Regions from separate parts of the Sminthopsis crassicaudata genome. Here region 2 is linked to region 1. The links are chromatin contacts, called in public Hi-C maps. All regions are on one chromosome and are shown on one strand. Each heading gives the region's core, a stretch centred on a gene start, on an enhancer-like site or on the middle of the called end of the contact. The rest is flanking DNA. Distances are from core to core; before and after follow the strand shown.

Evidence for each region. A called contact is a pair of places that touch in the nucleus more often than the background predicts.
Region 2: a Hi-C map of hippocampus shows a contact between it and region 1, with 4 times the contacts expected there. The contact joins the promoter of CAPN15 here to the promoter of PIGQ in region 1. A contact is called at or near these places in 2 of 2 Hi-C or Micro-C datasets (fibroblasts and hippocampus).

The regions. Positions count from the first base shown.
Region 1 is chr1:394,606,330-394,611,248 of ASM4859323v1, forward strand. PIGQ (phosphatidylinositol glycan anchor biosynthesis class Q) reads right to left here and starts at 1,405. Exons shown (of 12, transcript XM_074279791.1): 1 at 1,327-1,405; 2 at 309-466. It overlaps NHLRC4 (NHL repeat containing 4), which reads right to left and starts at 302. Exons shown (of 1, transcript XM_074279792.1): 1 at 1-302. The coding sequence starts at 276.
Region 2 is chr1:394,789,780-394,794,937 of ASM4859323v1, forward strand. It overlaps CAPN15 (calpain 15), which reads right to left and starts at 1,687. Exons shown (of 13, transcript XM_074279804.1): 1 at 916-1,687.

The DNA of each region.
Region 1 (4,919 bases), core at 155-2,654:
GATGCAGGGCGCCTCATCAAAGGTCAGGTAGAGCATCCCATCCAGGGAACAGTGCAAGCCTCTGACTCCCCCTGGAGTGGGGATCTGCCTTAGGAGCCGGTCCTGCTGGAATCGCAGGAGCTGACCCACGTGGTCCAGTTCCATACACAGGCCGTGGCTTTGTTGGGCCAGGTGGTGAAGGTGAGGGCCAGTGAGCAGGCTCAGGCCTCCAGGGTGTTCCAGAAGAGGGCTGGCCACTTGCAAGGTATGATCAGAAATGGCTTGGAGGGCATGCATGGCCCTGAGGAACTCTTCCTTCTGTTGCCTACCTGTGTCCGAGGCATGTGCCATCTCTGCTCCCAGAGCCAAAGGGAGTCCGAAGGAAGAACTTCCTAACAATCAGATGCTGGCATTGAGTTCCCCATCTCTGGGAGTATTCAAGCAGAGGCTATTTGACCTCTTATCAATCATGCTGTAGAGGGGATTCCTGCATGAGATGGGAAGTTACACTAGATTACCTCTAAATTTAAAATTAATCTTTTCAGCTTTGAGACTTTGCTATAAAAGAAACTAAAGTGATTTTTTTTTAGTCCCTATATTGCAAAAGCCCACCTCAAGCCTTGCTTCTTCAATGAAGTCTTCCCAAGAACCTCTCTCTCTCCTTCACCCCGGAACCACTCTCTCTCCCTTCACCCCCGGAACCACTCAATCTCCTTCCCCTCAGTGGAATCAATTTAAATAGAAAGCTTCGAAAAAAAATGCCAATATTTCATTGTCCCACCCCACCCAGTGACCTCCTCTGAGGCAGGAGAAGCCTTTCCTTCCTATGCCTTTAGTCCTAAAGAGTATGGGTCACTCCTTCTACCTTAGTATAGCTCCCAGAGGAAAGGACAGATTTTAAAGTATTATTAAAGGTTGAGTCTTTTTTTTTTTTTTTTTTTTTGAGGCTGGGGTTAAGTGACTTGCCCAGGGTCACACAGCTTGGAAGTGCTAAGTGTCTGAGACAAGATTTGAACTCTGGTCCTCCTGAATTCAGGGCTGGTGCTCTATCCACTGTGCCACCTAGCTGCCTCTTCAATTGAGTCTTAAGAAACTGTAAAGAGACTACAAAGGAAGCCCCCAAATCCAAGACTAACACTCCAATGAACTATTAGTCATGACCACCCCGGTGTTATCTTCTGCACAGTTTTGGGACCCAAGTATCCTGGGAGTCCCCTCCTCCCTCCCATTTTATCCTGAAATTCATTTGCCAATGGGCAGACTAAGATCTCTGGCTCAGAAGAGGCTCCCAGTCAGCCCTAGGTTGGGGGGAATAGAGGGTGGGTGGGAGATGTCAGTTCCTCCTACCTCTTCAGGACCATTGGGGAACCTGTCTCTCAGCTCCACACACATCTCAGAAACCCTGTGGAGAAGGGGAGGAAAGAAAGACTTATGTTGTTAGAGACCAGACTTCTGTTGACACAGCTTGGCGGAGCCCTGCCCCTGGGCTGTATCCATTCTGGGCCTGGGAAGGTGAGAGAGGGAAAAGGAGTAAAACCTTTGGACCGGTTCCCAGCTCACATCCCTGCAGGGCCCCTGGGGCCATAGGAAAACCTTGAATAAGAGTCTCCAAAGAAAAGCACGCGGGCTGGGCAATTAGAAGAGTTTCCGGGAAAAGAGAAGTTGAAGTTTGTGGAAGGCAGATTTTGAATTTTAATGGAGAGTAAGTGAATCTAGATAAGGCTGGTTGGGAGGAAGTTTTGGGTGAAATGCTACACAGCAGCATTTAAGCTGAGCAAAGATGGTGTAAGCACATCTGGCCAGCAAGCATTTATTAAGGACCTTTTATGAGCCAGCACCCATGCTAAGGCCTGAGGAGACAGGGGAAAAAAATCCCTATCCTCAAGGAGTTCACAGTCTAATAGGAGAAAGAACACACAAACAACTATGTGAAAACTAGATATATAAGGAACAAATTGGAGATAATCAACAGAAAGCATTAGCATTAAAGGAGATTCGAAAAGGCTTCTTTCTTATAGAAGGTAGCATTTCATATGGCATTTGTAGGAAGTTAAGCAAGATGGAGATGAGGAGAAAGAATTGTAGGCATGGAAGACGGTTAAGTGCAAATGTCTAGAGCCATTATTTAAAGGAATTTGGAGCCATTTTGAAAATGTCTAAAGAAGGAGTGTGTTGTGAAAGAGAAGCACTAGATTACAAAAAATCTGAAAGATAGGGAGAGGGCACATTATTAATGACTCTAAAAACCAAAGAGAGGACCTTGTATTTGATCCTGAAGGTAACAGGGAGCCACCGAAGGTTACTGACTATAGGGGTGACACTGCCGGTCAGGGCTTTAAGATCAGCTTGACAGCTGAGGGGGTGGGCTCGAATGGGGAGAAATTTGAGAAAAAGACATTAAGGGTATAACAGTAGTCCAGTTTTGGACTATTTGAAAGACTGGTGATAGTGTCAGCAGAAAGAAGGGGAGGGGGGCAAGTAATGAGAAATGTTACAAGATAAAATTGATGTCTTGGCAACAGATTGGATTTGCAGGGTGGGCTGAGAGAAAACTCGAGATTAAGAGATAGGAGCCCTGGGTGGCTGCTACTCACTGTGGATGCCCTCCCTTCTCTGGGTCTCACTTTTTCCATCTGCCAAAGTGAGAATGATCATTAAGATATCTCTTAAAATACTTTAAGCTAATGATTCAGGGATTCTTGCTGTTTCTTGTTTTAGCCACCAGAGGGAAATCTAGATCAAAATAAAGACCTTGAGAGGAGAAAAAAATGCATGGACCCCTGAGTCATAACATAGCCAACCCTCTGTTTTTTGGGGCCCAAAATAGCGTGGAATTCAAAAGTTCATTTCTCTTTGACTTTGGAATGCATCACGTGTCTTTGGCAGGGATGGAGATAAACATATTTACTTTCCTGCTTCTCCTTGAGGTGAGTTCCCATTTCCTGGATACACACCAGCTGCTCTAGGAATAGATGGAAATCTTTGCCATGGACAATCCCCAAATCAGAGCATGGAGAGCTTTCTTTTTCTGCATATACGTCACGTCTCTTTTATCACAGCTATTGATGCTACATGGTTTCCAGATGTAGTTGAACCAGTCTTAGATTTGGAGGCAAGAATCTCAGTTCAAATCTTTTGACTCCATAATTCATGACTGACTGATTTTATCTAGGCAAGAAACTTCCTTTCTTTCTGAGCCTCAGTTTCTAATCTGTAAAATTAAGAGATTGGACCAAATCTTTTAGAGTTCTTGCAGCTCTATAATCTTTTTAAAAATAAGTTCCTCATTAGTAGATTGTATCTTATTTGTCACATCTTTCCTAGTACTACATAGTACCTTCATGTTTTTTATATAGTATTTAATACATTTTTTTCAAGGACTGAATGACTGCCTGAGAGTGGCCTGTCATCAGAAAGATGGAGATGGTCTAGCACATTCCAGGCTGTTTCTTTAACAGGTATTTAAAAACCAAAGAGAGGACTTTTTGTTCATTCCTGAATGTTAATGAGGAGCCTCTTCGGTGAATGTGGAGAGATAGGAAGGAAATTGGATGAGAACCAAGTGGCTTTAAGGAGGAGAAAACAAACCTTGGGTGACTAAGAGAAGCAAACTGAGAACCAGGGTCAACTTTTCCTTTTCTCAGATAAAGACCAAATAGGAAGAATGGGGTTTTGCATTGCATACAGGATTTGGGTTAGATCCAGTGTTTGTCATCTTTTTGTATCATAGACACAAAACCTATGGGCCTTTTCTCAGATTTTAAACACATAAAATATATAACATTATAAAAGGAAATAATTGTTGAAATACAGTTATCAAAATATTTCTAAAAATAAGCTCATGGGTCCCAGGTTAAAAATTTCTGGTTAGATTAAGAAAAATCATTTCTAATCTTTCAGGATTTTTGTGCCAAGTTTCTGAGGGCACTTGTCAAGTCTCCTCTCCCACAACAATACTACTCCCTCTTAAAATATATTTTTACAATGCTTTAAAATTCACAAAGTATTTTGCATGTTTATTCATTTGTTCTCCACAACAATTATAGGGGTAGATGTTACCTTATTGGTGAAGAGCATGATTCTCACAAAATTTAAATGAGTGGCTAGGCATTACATAGCTAGCAAATGTTAGATTTTCTTATCTATTACTAGCACTCTACAAGAAAAGTAACAAAGGGAATACAGGTGTATTGAAGAAGAGGAATGCTGTTAAACCTTCCCTTCTAATAGGGAATTAAGTAGAAGAGACTCCTATGAGAAGATTGAGAAGCCTGGGAAACACAAAGCACTTTCACACCTACAACATCCTTTGAATAGTAATTCCAGGACCCTAATGAGGATTGTAGAGGGAAGAGAGAACAAGCAATTATTAAGTACCAGATCTTGTGCAAAATGTTTTATAAATATCCCATTTGATGCTAACAATAACCCTGAGAGGGAGGTGCTATTGTTTCCTCCATTTTACAGTTTAGGAAACTAAGGCAGACAGTGGTTAAATGATTCACTCAGTTATCCAATATGTTTGAAGCTGGATTTGAATTCATGTCTTCCTGATATGAGACCTAGAGCTCTATCCATTGCAGCACCAACGGGACAGGACCCAAGTGGAAGTTTCTTATCACTTAATACAATTATATATAAGAAACATTGTGTTGTAATAAAAAGGAGTCCAAGAATTTGGAAGACTTGAAGTAGACCCACAAACTGGCTGTGGCTTTGAGCAGGATGTATTACCTTTCTAAGCCTCAGCTTCCCTACGTGAAAAAGTAAGGGAGATAGCAGTGTCCTGTAGTAAAAGAACTCCATCTGGACCCAGGGAACCTATGTTTGAACCCTGTTCAGCTTCCTATTTGGATAACATTTGGGCAAGTGAGTTCCCCTCTTGGGCCCCTATTTCCACAGCTATAAAATGGGGAGGTTGGATTAGATGGTCTCTTCAG
Region 2 (5,158 bases), core at 437-2,936, 180 kb after region 1:
AGCTGAATTTCCAGATCTAGTTAGGCTCAGGCCCGATTTACCCTTCCTAAAACAAAGATAGTTCATTCTCTGCCTTTCTCCACTAGAATGGCCTCTTTATGCAGCTATCCCGGAAGAACTGTGAAGCCCAAGGGCTATGGCATTACCCCCATGACCCTGGTAAATGTTGTTTTAATCAATACTAAGTTCTTCAGAAACACTGCAAGGTGCCCTTCGTCCGCAAAGACAAACTGGGAAATAAGAAAAGAGGAAGAACTGGAAGTCACCACACAGGATGGGCCCCCCAGCCCGTGGGGCCTCCAACAGTTCCTGGAGTCACAGGCTATGGACGTGGAAAGAAGGCTGATACTTCCTTTTATGTTGACTTAGGGAACTATAAATCTAGACTGACTGGTTCCCCTCCCCCTTTCTTCAAGAAATAAATTAATAAATAAAAACAGTATTTGAAGAATAAGGACAACCAAGGACAGGCAAGAGGTGAGAGCACCCAGTAGGAGAAACACCTTCTGGCTAGCCCCTGTAGCTTTCCAGGTGACATCCAGTCCGAGGCCACAGCAATCCTCCCTCAGGCCATTTGTTCTGGCCCAAGATCAAAAATGTCTGCCCCCGGCTCCCTGCCCTGGAAGCCCCGGGCTGGCCCCCTGCCCCGCTCTCCCCCAAGGCTGCTCTGCCCACCGCATGGGCGCCGAAGCATCTGCTCCATCCTCAGGGACCCAAATCCCCGAAGCTGAGTCAGGAGCCCACACCTGCCCGCCCTGGGCTGCGGGGACCAGCTGCTGCCCGCCGCCAGCTCCGGGGCATCCTTCTCCTTCCCTTCCTCTCCTCTCCCTCCCTCCCTCCCGAGGAGACGGGCAAGTTCAGCGAGACGACAGCAACAGTAACAACAGGCTCGGGTCATAAATAAATTAGCACTACCTCCTGCCGACTTTTCGGGATGCCCAGGAGCGCCGGGAGCGGCGAGACGGACAGACGGATGGACAGAGGGCTGGACGGAGCTCGCGCCGGGCGGGGTTGCCCGGGGCAGGGACTGCAACAGTTTCACTTAGCCCGCGTTTCCTCCAGGTCCCAGGTCCGGAGCTCCGGCGGCCGGAGGGAGGGCCGGGGGCGGGGAGGGGGTGCGGAGGGGAGGGGCCTGGCTGCGGTGCGGATCCCCTCCCTCCTTTCCTCCCTCCCTCCTCCCCGGCCCGGCCCCGGCGCGCGGCGGCGGCGGCGGACAAGGCTGGGCTCGGCGGCCCGGCGTTGGGACCCCCGGGGGAGCCGAGGCGGCCAGCGAAGGCCCCGGCTGAAGCCCTCAGAGCTCCGACTCCGGAACGCACTCACCCGCGCAGTCCGGAGGCGCCTGTGGACGCCCCGCGGCCCCGGGCCCCCCAGCCCAGCCGGGCCCGGCCCCGGTCCAGGGCCTCCCTCCACCAGCGGTTGGGCGCCGCGCCACAACTTCTGCCTCCGGAGAGAGCAGCGCCGCCCCTGCCGGCCGCCCGCCCGCCTGCCTCCCTCCCCGCGCCGCAAGACGGCTAGATGCCGCTCGTCCGGCCGTTTTGGAAACTGTTTCCTCTGCCTCAGCCTGAGGAGCCTAGCAGAGCGCGCTCGGGAGTCCAGAAACCCGGCCTTACGCCGCCTCCGTAGCGTAGCCCCCCATAAGGGGTCCGGCAACTACGGCGCGCCGGGAGCGAAAGCGGCTCTGTGAATCGCGCGCAGAGACTACAAGCCCCAGAAAGCTAGGGGGAGGCCGGAACGGAAGCTGGCCATCCTAGGACTTGTCGAGGCATGCTGGGAGTTGTAGTTCTTATGGCAGGTTGCCTCTTAAATTCCCGAGTAGGGATGGATGCTCTCCATCCCGTTACAGAGCACTAGGTGCTGGAAGAGCTAGTAGAGGGAGAGCGAGGCTGTCCAGGATTGGACCTTAAGGAAAGTTCATGTAGTGAGATTGTAACTACATAGCTCAGGATGCTCTTTGGGGGTGGAGGATGGGGCGAGGAGGAGCAGGAGAGCTCTTAGCGCCTCAGATTACCCCTAGGAGATACCCTGTCCATTCGACCCTGCTCCAAAGGCATCCCTCCCCCAACTCCTTCCTCAGGAACCTTCTGCCTCCTCAGCACTCTCTGCACGTTTGTCCCAGCCCCAAGGCAGCACCCTCACTTCTCTACCCCAAAGACCCCTCTGCCTCCCTAGCCCCTCCACATCCCCAGCCCCAAGGACCCTCTGCTTCCTGAAAGTCTCCCACATCGATCAGCACCTTTGCTCCAGCCTCAGGGAACTCCATCTTCTTAACCTCCCCGCGGCACATTCACCTCAGCTTCAGGGACTGTCCTGCTTTCTCAGTCCCAACTGTCCCCTTCCTCCTTGGTATTAGCCCCAAAGAGTCCCCCTCTCTTCTCTGAGCCTACACATCCTCAGTCCCAAGGACCCCTCTATTCCCTCAGCACCCCCACATTTCCCTGCACCTTCATCCCAGCTTCAGCGGCCACCCTCTTCTCATTAGCTCCAAGGACATCCCCTGCCTCCTCAATGCTCCCGCTTTCCCAGCCCCAGGGATATCCTATCTCCTCAGAAATTCCTCCCAGTTCCTCCTCATCCTCATTTTGCCTTTTCAAGCCTCTATCCCTTCTTCTCATTCTCCCAATCTTCTTCAATCTTCATCTTCTTCAGACCTTACCCAAAATACATCTATTTCTTTGAAGCCCTTCATCTTTTCAGGGTCATTTTGCATTTTCATTCTGTCTCCCAGACCTTCTAAAGACTCATTCTGCCTCCAACTTTTCTCAATCCCCTTCTGCCTTCAGTGTTAGCATCTTCAAAAGGAACATTTTAAACATCATCATACCTCAAACACTCCTCAATTCCTATTTGTTCAGAACCCCTCCTAGCTTTCTCCTTCTGCCTTTTCAGTCACCTTTCATTCTCTTTTTTCAAAAAATGTTTTTATTGTGAACTAGAAAACCATCAATAAATACTACACAAAGAAGGCCAGAGAAGTGGACTGCATATGAAACTGTGATTAGATTACTCACATGTTGGTGTTTTTTTCATACATATTAAACTTAAATTGTAGTGCCAGAATTCCTTTTCTTTGAGAGGAATAACACACTAGAAACATATCTGCCTTACTAAGTATTGCTGTCATAAATTTAGGGCTGAATCAGAACAAAAAGTCACTGTATCAAACTTGGTCCTCCAGCTTGGTCTCTTACTATACCAAAAACAGGTCACATAAAAAAACATTCATAAATGGCAAATAATGACTAAATCTATTTACCCAAAATCAAAGTGAACAGAAATCAAAGAAGTTTTATAGATTAGAATATACCAGAAGATACTCAGAGTGAATAAACTCTTCTGGTGCAAGGGGTGCAAAGGGTTTTTTTTTTTTTTTTTTGCAAGGGGGATTTAATCTACCAATAAGAAAAGATACCTTCTTTAAACTAAAGATAGCTCTCATATACAAATATTACTGTTTATGTATAAATGCTATCAATAGTAAAATGCCAATTCAAAATGTTACTGAAATCAAAGTAGGTTTTTGTCATTGTGGGTTCTCCCTCAATCAATTGAAATTAGTAGCATAACTACTCTCCTGTGTGTAGGGGCACAAATATCAAAAAAATTTTGATATTAAAAAACTCATTCAAAAGGGTTGAGAAACACTGTTATAATGTAAAAGGTGCTTTGGACCTGGTCAGGAGATTTGGGTTCCCATCCAATGTATGATTTACATTTGTTTGGGAAGGGAATTTTCTTAATTTTTTTTCATGAATGTGCCCAGAATTTCCTTTCAGTTTAGGGGTATAAGGAGGGCAGGGCCAAATTTCCTGTGTCATCTCTCCTGAGATGAAGGGGCTCTCAAGATATGACCTTGGTCAAAATATTTGCTTTCTTTGGACTCAATTTTCTTTTCTGTGCAATAAAGGGAGTTGAATTAGATGATCTCTAAAGTCCCCTACAGCTCTAATATTCTGTGACTTGGAAAGGGTTCTATAATCACAACAAGTTTGCAAACAGGAAAACAGAGGTACAGGAAGCCCAGAGTCTAGGCAGTCACAGGAAGGAAATCTGACCTTCTTTTTCCTTCTCATCCATGTGGCCTTAGGACCTATTTTACCACACCCCTACCAGGGGTCAGAGGAATAGAATGGGGTGGAAAGGAGAAAGGAAGAACTGGGGGAGGCTGAAGCTAGAATGACTCAGGAAGAAATTCCTGGAATGCAAATCCCAGGGGTCAGAAGCTAGTGACTGGCACCCATTCTCCCACCTATATTCTGACACTCTCCTCCAACTCCCAATCTTCATATACAAATGGCATGCACATTTTACTGCTCAGTCTTCCTTGAGATCCTGGGGATAACAACAGTATCCACAACAATTGTTTTGTGCTTTAAAGTTTGCAAAGCGTTTTACAATGTAATCTCATTTAATCCTCATAACAATCTTGTGAGAGATGCTATCCTCATTTTTAGGAATAGGAATATAGTTTTAACTACCTAGACGGTGGAGGTTTAGCTCTGGCATGGGAATTCTGGGCAGACCTACAAGGCCACAACTGTAACCAAGATGAAGTAATTGAGAAATTGCTACTATTCTCAGATGCTACTATCCATCTGAAAGACTATCTTCATTATCCTCAAGTTTACAGATGAAAAACCCAAGGCTGAATGGCTTGCCCAGAGTCACACAGCTAGTAAATATCTGGGGGAGAATTAGAATTTCAGGTTTTCCTGATTCCAAGTCTGATATCTATTCAATGTACTGGAATGAGACTCTTAAATTCTTCCCACAGTCCTTCGAAATGTGGGTATAAAAGAGAAAAAAGGGGATCATTCTAATATGAGAAAGTGAGTGCAACAGAACTGGAGGCTGAGGGAAAGATTGTTCCAGACTTGCATCTCTCACTCTTTTCTCAGTGGTTCTTTGGCACCACCTAGCGTCAAAATGGGAACTTTTGCGGAAGGGTGGTTTGTCCTCAGAATTCCAGTTCTGGCCAAACCATTGCCTTTAATCTGGCCTCACCGCTAAACCATTTGACAACTGGCAAAGCATCATAAAACTCATGCTCTCTAAACAACATCCTTTAAAAAGCAGCTACTGGCTACAGAACCCTGTGATCTCTGAAAAAATGACAGGTGGTCTGTCCTTATCCTCATTGTGCCCCCAATCTTATGGAGGT